Regions from separate parts of the Danio rerio genome. Here region 2 is linked to region 1. A link is a contact called in public HiChIP or PLAC-seq data. All regions are on one chromosome and are shown on one strand. The core of a region is the stretch at or near the end of the contact, and the rest is flanking DNA. Distances in the headings are between cores, read along the strand shown.

Region 1 (6,521 bases), core at 2,572-5,071:
CCACCATAACATTAAAACACTATTGAAAACTCCTGGTCTACACATGTTATTCCTATCCTCTAACTTAAAATTTGTCTATAGTCCATATACACTGTAAAAATTATATGAGCAAGTTATCATGACATGTTTTTACTTAATTGTAACCTAAGAAACTAAGTTAATCATGTTCTAACTTTATTTCATAAGGTGCGCCATCTGTTTTTACTCAGTTTATATAATATCTGTTCAAATGACTCATACGGTTAATTAGATTCATCTTAAAAATTTAAGGCAACCATTATTTTTTACAGTGTACTATTCTTTGAGACGTGGAAAAAACAACACAGTGAAAATTCCATTTAGCACCTGGGCACATTAGTAAAGCGACTAGACTAAATTAAGTTCTATGACACTCCACAGTTTGAGTTCAGACAGTGTAAATGAATTGTGTTCAGTCACAAATGAGCTCAAAGCCACGCAGGGGGGAAGGGTGCATGTGTCATATGATAACATTAACACTTCAGAACCTTCCTTTCTGTGCTTGACTAAAGCAACGATGGCAGAGCACTATGCAAATGTAGGAGTCTCATGGACAAGCTTGTGTTAAATCATGCAAATATTGTACATACGAGATCCGGAGGAAACGAAAACACTGCATGTTTTAAAATGCAAAACCTTTACTTCAAATTCACACATGGAGATGCATGGGGTTTATATTTTTACACAAAAAGTACATGTGCTGGTAAAATAAAGTGTAACAATGTAATATGGTGATATATAATATATTTATATAATATATAAAATTTTTGATTGGTTGATTAACAGATGTTTATTCCATGTCAAAGATAACATCTCTAACAAGTGAACCCTACCAGAAGAAGCAAACCACTTGGAGGTTTTTCTTTGTCATTAACCATGTTAACTAATTAACTAGGGGGCTTTCTTAATCTCATGAGTCAATAAAGAACTGACCCTCATGCCCCCATCAAATCAGACAGGTTCTTAAAGTCTCCTGTATGGAAATGATAATTAATCACAACAATAATTAACTCTTTACACCCAGCAATAAAAGACCCGAGATCAATTTGCCAGGACATTATCGGTTAAAATATAAATTACAGGATGGCAGTTTGGTGACTAAGGAAAGAGGACAAATGAAACTGGATGATGGATCCATGACAAGCAAATAAAGCACTCTTATAATTAATCAACACAGTGTAATTAATGCAATTATATCTAATACACATTTATTGGATGTGCGTTGTGTTTATAATTGATTGTTAAATCTAAGCTATGTATTTTCTTATAATTAATATAATATATATAATAATATAACGCAGGGGTATTCTTACAATACTATATCAGCTTAAGTATCACAATACCAAATAGTGTTGCTATACTGTAGTTTATAACTAAAATCATAAAGAAAATAGTCAGAAATACTATATCTTACATGTTATAATAGGTCTTAAATTTCATTAAAATTCCCTTATTACTGAAAAAAAGTATTATTTGCATGTGACTTCACCTAAAATTTATTCATTTATTTTGTAGATAACTGACCAACAAAAAACACATTAAAATAAAGATACAAATAATATTAAATGAAATTATGCACAAAAAGAGCATTTTTCCAACAAACTTAGGCTATATAAAGTGGTCAATAATTGTTTCAATGTTTTCTGTTGCTATTTTGGGTTTTTCATCTATTGTTTTTTTTTTTTTCAGTATTATCAGTTAACAATCCAAAGTTATTCAAAATCTATTTTTGTGTGTCTTTCTTTTTAAGAGATTGTCGTGGTTTTGTAGCTACTAAATCATATTCAGTGGAACAGAAATGAACCGATTCAGATGTGCATTTCAAACATTAGAAAACATCAAAAAACTTGCAACCTTAAAGGGCTTCACAGACTACTAAAATAAAATGGTCTATTGTTGTACAAATGTGTGAGGATTTAGTGACTTTTCCACAACACTATCTGCTGAAGATAGACCATTAATGACAATACTACCTTTTGCAGTGTTACTAACACTGCCAGTATTTTGAAGCCATATTGCAATACTATCATAGAACTGGTAAACTGTGCAACCCTATGTAGGGGAGCCCAAACGTTTTCGCATAAAGGACCAAAAGCCAGATATCATAATTGAGAACCATGGGCTGAAGTAAATTTACCACACATTAAAGTTGCTATGGGTAATTTCCTAATTTATTTCATAAGATTTAAAAGTTAAAACAAAACATTACTTTAAATCATATTAACTAATTCAGTATAACATTTAAAACCATAACTCATTGCAATAAAAACATGAACAATCACATTTTTAACACAGTGTAGTTTAATGGTGAAAACACTAGTCAAGCAAAATCTGCCTTTGCCTTGATTTGTTCTCTGTGTGTGGGGTGACGGTGTGTACATTTCAACTAAATCTGAATAATTTACACCATTTTATTAAAACATTTAATTTTAGATAGTTTTGAACAATAAAGGAAACAAACAAAAGCTTAGATTTGATTTGAAATGACAATCTATAAACCATGTCCTCATTCTTCCTCTTTTCTTAAATGGAATGGCAGGCCAAATCAAAGGATACCATGGGCCAACTTTGGGCCCTACACATGGGCCCTAGTTTGGGCATCCCTGATCTCATGTAGCCTATGTATAATTTAATAATGCATCTTATAAAGCAAATAACAAAATTAATTAAAAATAATAATCAAATGGCAGTTTGTGACTATATAGTTTACAAACAGTAGCCCAAAAATAAAATATGTGCATACCAATTAGCCTACTCAAAGTCTACAGTGTCCAGTAAATTAGAAACATTTGGAAAAATGGAATAAGGGCCTTCAAATATTATTGTGACAAATGGCTTTCAAGTCATGACATTTGAGAAATGAAGTCTTACCGTTTCTTGTTTACTGTCATGCGTGTTTGCCCACAGTAGAAGCGCCATAATGTGTGTAGAACTCTTCTAAAATGGACCCTCGAACATTATTCATTAAAAATAAACAAACGGTACTCGCAATATTAGGCTACCTCACAAAACACATTCAAGCCAGCCACGCTTTAGCATTAATTAAACAACATGAAATAAAACATAAATCATTTAAATAGACATTGACAAAAAAAAAGAGTGATGTACCTAACCGTTAACTTAATCGCTCTCATGTAAACAAAAGACAATGAGTCGCGCAGAGAATTGTGGGAATATATTGTGGAAATATTTTTTAATCAACTTATTTTAAACTACAAAAATAATACCGATATGTTTCCACTGTAATTTATAAAATAATCCATAAATATATTTTTACAATATATATATATATATATATATATATATATATATATATATATATATATATATATATATATATATATATATATGTGTGTGTGTGTGTGTGTGTGTGTGTGTGTGTGTGTGTGTGTGTGTGTGTGTGTGTGTGTGTGTGTGTGTACAATAAGCTTATATTATATACACATTTGTAATCAGTACCCATAAATATATTTATACGCCCAATAAACGAACAATTAGTTAAATGACACTTTACATCAAACTAACTGCACACTGTGCACTCTATATACACGATTAAGCGCTTTATATCGTCTTCTTTACAGATGCTGTTTCCAGATTCCATGCAGATTTAATTGAATCTATCTGTTTATGTCAAAAGACACAGTTTGATGGCTGAATTGGTGACTGGAAGGTGACGGCGGTCACCATCGATCGCCACTGACTCTTATGAATGAAGAGCGCCTAATGAATGGAGCTCGTAGCTGACGTCATCTCCATTGTGACGTCGCGGTCCTTTTATGGAGCGCGCGTCTGAAGCCCATTCATAAAACGGAAAGAGAACTGCCCGTGGTAGTAAAGCTCTCAGGAGGGTAACACAACATCACACCGCGCAGTGCCAGCGCTTGGATTTGACGTTTTGTAGAAATTAAACCACCGTCTGACCGTGACCAGTCCCCGTCGGAGGAGGAAAATGGTCACAATGGACGAACTTTGCGAAATGGACTGCAGCGTTTTGAAGAGGCTGATGAAGGACGACGGAGCGAAATGTCTGCTTCTGGATTGCAGGTCGTTTCTGGCGTTCAGCGCCGGACATCTCCGCGGTGCCGTTAATATTCGCTGTAACACGATCGTTCGGAGGCGAGCGAAAGGCTCCGTGAGTTTGGACCAGATTTTGTCTGGGGACGATGAAGCGAGAAGCCGCTTGAAATCGGGGCTTTACTCCGCCGTGATCCTGTACGACGAGCGGAGCTCCGATACAAACACCATGAAAGACGACAGCACAATTACACTGGTACACAACGCGCTGTGTAGGGATACTTTTAGCACGGAAGTCTATCTGCTGAAAGGTACGTTTTAAAACCAATCATAATTGTTTTCTTAATTTGTATCCCGATGAAACCGTACTATCTGAAATAGTGAAATATATCCGCTCTGATATATAGATAGACAATGATGTAATATTCCCCGTTGGAAAATCCAGCTTAAGGTAGGCTGGTAGCTGTTTTTGGAAACATGTTAGCTGGTCTAAGCTGGTCCAAGCTGGTTATTCGCTGGTTGACCAGCTAACATGTTCCAGCTTGACCTCTGGTATTAAAAAGAAATGTCCGTAGGCTCTGCAAAACAACAATATTTTCATCTTTTACCCATTTTTAGAGACAAACCATCTGGTTAATACACCATATGTAAGAAGATTCTTGCATTTTAGAAATGTAGGCCTTTTGCAATGAATTGTAATATGGCAGATTGTATGTATACGTTTTGCATTTAAAATCCCCTAAATGCGTGGCTTGTTTGTAAAGAGTGGGACTGAATGCGAGAAATGAGTTATATATTATCACGGGTACAAAATGTTACAAGAGATCAGTCATTTACTGCTTTAACATTGTGTTCTTGTCATTTAGAAATTGTGTGGTGTCTTGTCAATGACTGTTTTTTTCAGTGTAATATCTAAACACAACCTCTGTGACCTCGCTTAAAATGAAATGAATCATCTAATTCCAGTAAAACTGAGATAGAAAATATATGAAATATTAATTAAGTATAATCAAACTTTTTATCTAGACAAATGAAACACATTATGATAAAAAAATAAATCGTAGAAATAAATAATCATTATAATTGTATAATACTATAAAACATATTCAATTACATAAATAATCCCATATTTCATTAATACAGAGTTTAAAACAAACAGACTAAAACAATTCTCACACACACTGGTTTTACATCTTTATTTATGCATTTTAAAAACGAATTTTTGACACCCTTTTCCACTTTTACAGGGGGCTATGACAGATTTTCCACACAATATCCAGACTACTGTTTGAAAACCAGAACACTCTCCGTGTCCAGTTCTCAGTCCAGTATAGAGAGCAGCTGCCTGTCCTGCGCGACTCCTCAACACGACCAGGTAAATACACAAGCAGCACTGGATACTCTGAGGTCAGCTAATGCCAGCATTGTGTAACATTAAACGTCCTGTCGACTGCTTGTCATCCGCTGCTCTTTCCGGCTGATAGCAGTGCTTTAGAGAGTGTCCGTCCGGCCTTTCCTCTGTGATAGAGGGTGTACGGTGTCAGACACTGCAGTGTTGATTCCCACATCGATCATTTCCTGCCTCTACAGCTTGTTAGCAGGCCGCCAATGACATAACAGCGGGCCAAATCAATACGCATCGCCCAGATAAATAAACTGGACGTTATTAGAGTGACCTTTTTATAGCTGATAGAGGTTTGACTGGCCTGATGTGTTAATCTAAGTGTTTTACAAATGCTGATTAATTGATCATTTATTGTGAATATATCATTTAAAATGTATATAAAATTAAACTTATAAACGCATTTATTGTAATGCATAATGCATATTTATGATAATGATTATAGTAATAATAATAACAATGATTTGTTATTATTGTTATTTCATTAACAACAACAAGTTATTATTATTATTGTTATTAATGTTTTTTATCTTTAAGAATATGGACTATATGGAAATATGGTGGCTGTTATATTAATTATTAATTTGTTATATTTTATTTACTGTTTATTATTTTTATTATTATTTAATCAACAATAATAATAAAATATTATTGATATTAATATTATTATTATTAATGTTATTTTTAAGAATATGGACTACGGAAATATGGTGGCTGTTATCATAATTCTTAATTTTTTATATTTTATTTTAATGTTTATTATTATTATTATTATTATTATTATTATTATTATTATTATTTTATCAACAACAACAACCATAATACATTATTATTATTATTATTATTATTATTATTATTATTATTATTAATATTATTATTATTTATTTTTAAGAATATGAATTTGAATATGAATATGGTTTATTATTATTATTATAATTATTTTATCAACAACAATAATAAATTATGATTATTGATATTTATTTGTAAGAATATAGACTATATGGAAATATGGCAGCTGTTGTTATATTAATAATATATTTGTAATATTTTAATGTTTATTATTATTTTATAAACAAAAATAATAAAA
Region 2 (6,521 bases), core at 1,911-4,410, 180 kb before region 1:
GTGGTTCTTTTGGTCCTCCTCTTCTTTGCACCATTTTTCTACGCCCTGCAGAAGTGTGTACTCGCCTGCATCATCATTGTTAGCTTAAGAGGTGCACTACGCAAATTTAGAGATGTCCCTAAGCAATGGCGTCAGAGCAAGATTGAGGCAATTGTCTGGCTGGTTACAATGAGCTCAACTGCTTTAATTAGCGTGGAGCTTGGGTTGGTAATCGGGGTGATTTTCTCAATGATCTGTGTTGTGGTCCAGACTCAGAATCCTAAGGTTTCGTTATTGGGGCAAATTGAGCAAACTAATGACTACGAGGACATGGAAGAGTATGATAATCTTTCGCCAGTTCCAAACGTGAAGATCTTTCGTTTCCAGGCACCTCTTTTTTATGCCAACAAAGACTTCTTTTTAAAATCGTTATACAAAGCAACCAAACTTGAGCCATTCCTTGAACTTACTCGCAGAAGAAAGCTGGAGAAAAAAGCCAGGGCTAAGGGTCAGAAGAAGACTGATGGAGTAGATCAAACAAATGGAGATGTCGGCATTTGTTTGATTTCTAAAGATGTGGGTTTTCATACTATCATCTTGGATTGCTCCTGCATCTCTATGATAGACACGACAGCAGTGAGCACTTTCAAAACAGTTTCTAAAGACTACAAAGAAGTTGGTGTGAATGTAATTCTAGCTTGTTGCAACACCACAGTCATCGATTCGTTAAGAAAAGGCTCTTTCTTTGGAGCTGATGACATAAACATGGATAGACTGTTATTTTATACCATCCACAGTGCTGTTTGTTTTGCTACTAGTATGACACAACCGGTTAATGACTCATCTGTGTAATGTGTCCATATTCAAGAGCTGAAAAGCATATTTTCTGTTTAAACATGACATTTCTGGAAAACAATCTCAACTTAAACGAGTTTATGAGATCATGATTTAATAGCTTAAAAAGACCACTACATTTCGAGTCAAATGTGATATCAAAATCAAACATTTTATACCACTGTATAAACTCAGAGGTTATTATTATTATTATTATTATATTATTATCACACTGGAAAACAATACTGTTCATCTTCTTTGATTGACCAAGGATTACAAGAAAATCAAACAAAACTGTTTTATGATGTAACAGTGACAATCTAATCCCTTAATTTATTTGATATTTAATCAATTGCATTTAAATTATTTGTAATTTATAAATTAATTGGTGCAAAATCTACCACTAACTGCCAAAAAAAAAAAAAAAAAAAAATACAGGGTCATGAGAATGCATTATAGATCTGTGACTGTACATTCCCTATACTGTCTTTTTTTAAATGTGAACATGTTTTTATGTTCTTCTTTGGGAAATAAAAGTTTCACTTGAAGATCTGATTTTATTATAAACCAGTGTCTAGACCTATTTTGTGTCCATTTCAGTGCACTTATTGCCTCATTGTTATATTTGCCACCGTCTTGAAACCAATAGGTTTTTTTGCTTTTGCATATTAGGTGACATCTTAAGCACTTTTCAGTCTTGACACTGAGTTTGAATAGTAAATGAAACCGGGATAAATTTAGTTTTTTTTAAAAAATATATTACAGCTGGGTTAACTCGTGCGTGTCTTAAGCAAGGCACCATAACCGGAAGTTGAAACCAATAGGTTTGACTTTTTTGTCAGTAAAAAGTTTTTCATAATTTAAACTATTAAACATTTTATGTGATAATTGTTCTAACATATGTTTTGCTTTATAAATTTACTTGCATTTTAACCAGTGGTGGAAAGAGTACTGAAAAATTGTACTTAAGTAAAAGTACCATTACTAGCCTAAAAAGCACAGGCACACAACGTCATTAGATGTAATATTAGGTTAGATTTAGGTTGTGATGTCAAGTGACCAAAATTCAATGTCTAGTCTTAGGATTTACGTTGTGTTGGAAAGTGACCAAAATCCAACGTCGAACCAACATCTTAAACCAACGTCACATTGACGTCAAATACTGACATGTATCCGTCAGGTATGGCAACATAAATCTAAAGTCTGATAGACGTCATAGTGGGAGCATCCACACAACGTCAAGCTATAACATCATTAGAGGTCGATATTTAGTTGATTTTAGGTTGGACGTTGGGGTTCTGAGGTCAACCTGATTTTCATTTTCAAACGAAACGCAACATCAATCTTGTGTCATCATGTTGACGTCTTGTGTGTCCTGGGTGTTTAAGTCCATTTCGCTCATCAGTAAAACATCTGTCATTTCTCATCAGTGACTTTCATCAAACAGTCTTGGGGTTAATGTGTGTAAAGATTTTGGACATCTTCTGGGACACTTTTAATGCTTCCAAACAGCTTACTGCAATAATAAATTACTATGTCTTGATATTATGAGGCAATTTACCTTCTGTGTGCAATTTGATTGGTCGGGAATCACAAGACTACTCAGTCAAGACTACCCAATACTCAGACAAGAAAAATAAAGTAGTGACTGCAGTTTGAAGGAAAGTAGTGGAGTAAAAGTACTGATACAGCACTAAAAATGCACTCAAGGGAAAGTAAAAGTACACATTGTTTTACTTTACATCACTGATTTTAACACACATTGTATGTATAAACATATCTGATTATTTAATTTGGTTCTGATATCAAAGTGGGAAGTTTATTCTTTGAACAACAAACTTATTATGATGATTACATAGCAAAACAGTTTCATTTATTTTATTTTATTTAATTATAGGTTCAATAATGACTAGGTGGACTTGCTTATTGTAAATGAACAGTTGGTCAAGTGTTTGCCAAATGCACACATAGAAAGTTAACACTGCTGTTGACTGTAAGTTACCTTAGTTAACGTTAGTTGAAGATACTCCACAGACGGGATATTGAGATGTTTCCACCTCCATGATTCATCATTATTGTCGTTTCTGTTACAACACACAAGTTAGGCTCGTTTATCTATTGTGTTAAGTGGCGCAAAGACTCACATGTTATCTAAAGGTTATTTCGACAATTTATCACACTAACTAACATCCTAAAAGTTGTGACGACAACAAAACAAACCCTCATTATCGCTTCTGATAAGGAAACTATTCCGCTCCGGAACGCACAGTGGCGCTCGACTCGTGGCGATATATGAGTGTCTTTTCATGTTGCGTTCAGTGAAGAAGAAAAGAAAACGTCAGCTGCAATTCAAATTTTACCGCTCGTCCTGTGCACAGCGAGACGATAGTTGTTAATATTGATAGGTGATATATTTTTAATATAATTACTGACGGTTGTCATACGGTCCAATGATGACTTGTCGAAAAAGGTAAGTGTGTTTTTATGTGGATTCCAAAACCACCAAAACAGCGCAAGATGAAATAATATGGTTGTCTCATTCTCTTGTGTAACGTTACGTTGTGACTGTTGACATTAAACATTTTTATATAATACAAAGATTTCAAAGCTTTAATAGTTCTATAAAACTAAACATGCTTTTGTTATTAAAAAGTTGTTTAAGTTACCTCTTTTTTTGGTTAACGTTAGGTGTTTTTAAACTGATTTTTGCAGTTTATAAAATGAATAAACAAAATAACATTGAACATTAAATTCTTCCATTTGTTTCATGCTCACCCTCATGAACTATATGACGTTTTTCTGTTGAATATAAAAGCTAACGAATTCTATATACTTAGTTATTTAAAATACACTTTTAGGGCGGTTCGTTCATTCCGCAGTGGCGACTCTTATAAATATAGATAGAGGTTAAGTGGGTTTTATATTCACACATTCGTTAATTTAAAAGTCTCTGTATTATTTACGATGTGACTTTAAATAATATAGATAGAGGTAAAGTTAGTTTTATATTCACACATTCAGACTTTTTCTTTAATATTATAATTTCAGGAAATTATTCTTTGCAAATTTGAAATGGGGAATCATATTAGCAGCCAATGACTCGCAAAGTACAACATGGTCATACCTGCATATGATTTCAGACCATATATTTAAAAAGTACCATGGTGAACATTTAGTTTAGTGAGCGTGTCACAAGTTGTCACTAAACGAATTTGTGAGTATAAAACCAAGTTGACCTCAATCTGATGAATAGGGGACTAGAAAGGATAATGAATGAATGAAGACATTTTAGGGGAGACTAATCAAGGCAACAAAAAGTAAATAATATAATTTTTTATATATACAATTCGTGCACACACTTAGATGGGAGAGAATGAAAATGAATGATCTGTTAGTCATCTTGATCATTCAAAGTTATTTTTGTATAAATATGTATGCAGCATACATAAAATAGTATAGGTACTTATGTAAAAAAAAATAATGATAATGCATTCCCATTTTGCTTTTTGTTTTTGGGAGCAGTGAAGCTTTGGCGTTCTCTCTTGTGACTGAGATCAATCATGCGATGGCCAGGCTTGTGGACATATGGGACAGCATCGGCATCATGGAGGACCAGAGAGTGGAGAGAATGCAAACTGTAAAAAAGCATATAGATGTAAGTTATGAATTTAATGTATTTGTTCCTTTCAGTTGTTTAGATGCAGAATTTATACTTACTCTAGAATAATAATCTATGTTCTTTAGGGCCTTTTACATTCCATGATCATGGAGGAAGAGGCTTTAAGACATCGAATCAAAACAGATATCATCACCTTCCAGAAGCAACTGGACACGCTGTGCCTTGAACTGACTCTTGAACCGTTCAAAGTAAGACACTTTCCAGAATAAAAAAATGGTGTCTTAGTATCATATATAAATATTGCATATAGTTTTCTTAAAGCAATTTTTAAAGTTAATCTTATAAAAGATAAATGTAATGATTTTTAACCTTTCAAATTAATGCATTTAGTGCAATACAATTAATGGGGTTTTACTACATTAAATTCAAAATAATTAATTGTAGCTTTTCTGAAAAAACTCAAAGATTAAGAAAGAACAATTATCTTGTTTGTAAAGATTAAGTTATTATAGATTATGGTATTTTTTTAGGGTAAAAATTATTGTTGTTAAAGTAAATTATTATTACATTGAGATGTACATTTTAACTGTACAATAGAAATTTAGTTAAATGTTTTCAGTAAATTATGTTTTGATGATAGTTCTTGTCAAATAATCAGACACTGGAAAACGTAACCCTTCGCTGCTCTTCGTGTTTAAATTTTGTTTTTGTCATTTAAAATTCAGACTGGTCATAATTCGCTTGGGGCTTACTATCACAGACTTTTAGTATATGTATCCAAAATGTGCCAAATTCTATGACATTCTGCATTAAGCTAATTCCATTTTGTATTTTGCTTGTGTTTTTGCATCATATAAATCATAGAGCCCTGTATTTGTAAAGCTGCGTATTGTCTCTTTGTTATCATTTATAGCTGGAGGAAAAACTTACAGTTCTCCAGATGGAGAAGAACCTGCGCTGCCACGTTGAGTCTCTTCAGAAAGAGAAAAATGAACGTTTGAGAGAGATGAACGATTTTAAGAAGCAGGACGAAGAGCTGTGTGTGACTCTGTGTGCCGATCCATATTATATCCCTACAGGAAGTGTGCCCTCTCGAACACAGCTGCAGGAACTCAAGGAACACGTCGAGAGACTCAACAAGGAAAAAGTATTTTGCTGTTTTTTTTTTTTTTTTTTTTTTTTTAATGATGCTCATACCTTTTTGTTCTGGATGGATGCCTTTGTGACTTAATCAGTTTGCCTGTGTTTGTAGGAGAGCAGGGTGAAAGTGTTTTCTGGGCTCCGGGAGGACATCAGGAATTTGATGGAAGAGTTGGGACATGAACCAGAGAGCAGTCTGGAGCGGGAGTCTATCTGCCCCGATGCTGACATTTTTCTGCTCACGCATGACAATATCAAAGCCTTGAAACTGCTGCTCAGCCAGGTGCTACACTTTCATCATTTCATTTAAAGTGTCTAAACTCTCTATCAACTTTAAAGGATTTTATTTTTGTTTTGGAGATCATCTACAATTGGTTTAAATCCATCCATTTGCTCAGAATATACACTGCAGCGTCAGATATTTTCTCACAGTGTTTGAAATGGTTTGATTAAAGATTTGGTCTCTCTAAAGCTTATTTCTGAGAGCATACTGCTCTGATTGGGCAGATGATCCAGTCTTTCTGATTTAATCTACTGCTTGCAGCTTGTCAGAAATTAAATGTTCATTACTATATCTGAACTGCAGCTCTTCCTCAACACTTGTAAACAAAGTCTTATGAACTGTAGCAGTGCTGTCAATTCCATTGAGTCAATTTAAGTCCTCGTCCTCTGGAAGTGGATGCACAGTGGATTTGCTTTTGCAATAACCAGTGTCTAGTTGACATGAGTGAGGTTCAAAGTTGACATCGTTCATGAGCAGAAAATGAGAATCACAGGCACATTTGTGACAAACATATAAAAGTTTGTGCTGGAAGTAAAACTGAATTACAGGCTGTTTCCGGCCATTACAGTAACTCATTTATTTCGCATTTCAATCTTTGAAGCTTTTACATTCACAAACTGCTAAATTGCACATTACATGAGAAGAATAACAGGCCACTTTAGAAGT

What was found. HiChIP or PLAC-seq counts read pairs in DNA pulled down with a chosen protein or histone mark.
Region 2: a contact with region 1 is called in an H3K4me3 HiChIP or PLAC-seq map of gastrula embryo, with 6 times the contacts expected there. The contact joins the promoter of zgc:86764 here to the promoter of dusp4 in region 1. A contact is called at or near these places in 6 of 18 Hi-C or Micro-C datasets (caudal fin, embryo, hematopoietic stem cells and 1 more) and 3 of 4 datasets of contacts at active chromatin or transcription factors (caudal fin, embryo and gastrula embryo).

What each region holds. Positions count from the first base shown.
Region 1 is chr21:21,451,458-21,457,978 of GRCz12tu, reverse strand. It overlaps dusp4 (dual specificity phosphatase 4), which reads left to right and starts at 3,821. Exons shown (of 4, transcript NM_201171.1): 1 at 3,821-4,343; 2 at 5,280-5,407. The coding sequence starts at 3,968.
Region 2 is chr21:21,634,827-21,641,347 of GRCz12tu, reverse strand. zgc:86764 reads left to right here and starts at 3,160. Exons shown (of 14, transcript NM_001002684.2): 1 at 3,160-3,283; 2 at 4,336-4,468; 3 at 4,558-4,680; 4 at 5,346-5,579; 5 at 5,685-5,855. The coding sequence starts at 3,267. It overlaps pde6b (phosphodiesterase 6B, cGMP-specific, rod, beta), which reads right to left and starts at 3,078. Exons shown (of 25, transcript XM_073935244.1): 1 at 3,034-3,078; 2 at 2,816-2,897. slc26a1 (solute carrier family 26 member 1) reads left to right here. Exons shown (of 4, transcript NM_001080667.2): 4 at 1-1,380. The coding sequence ends at 831.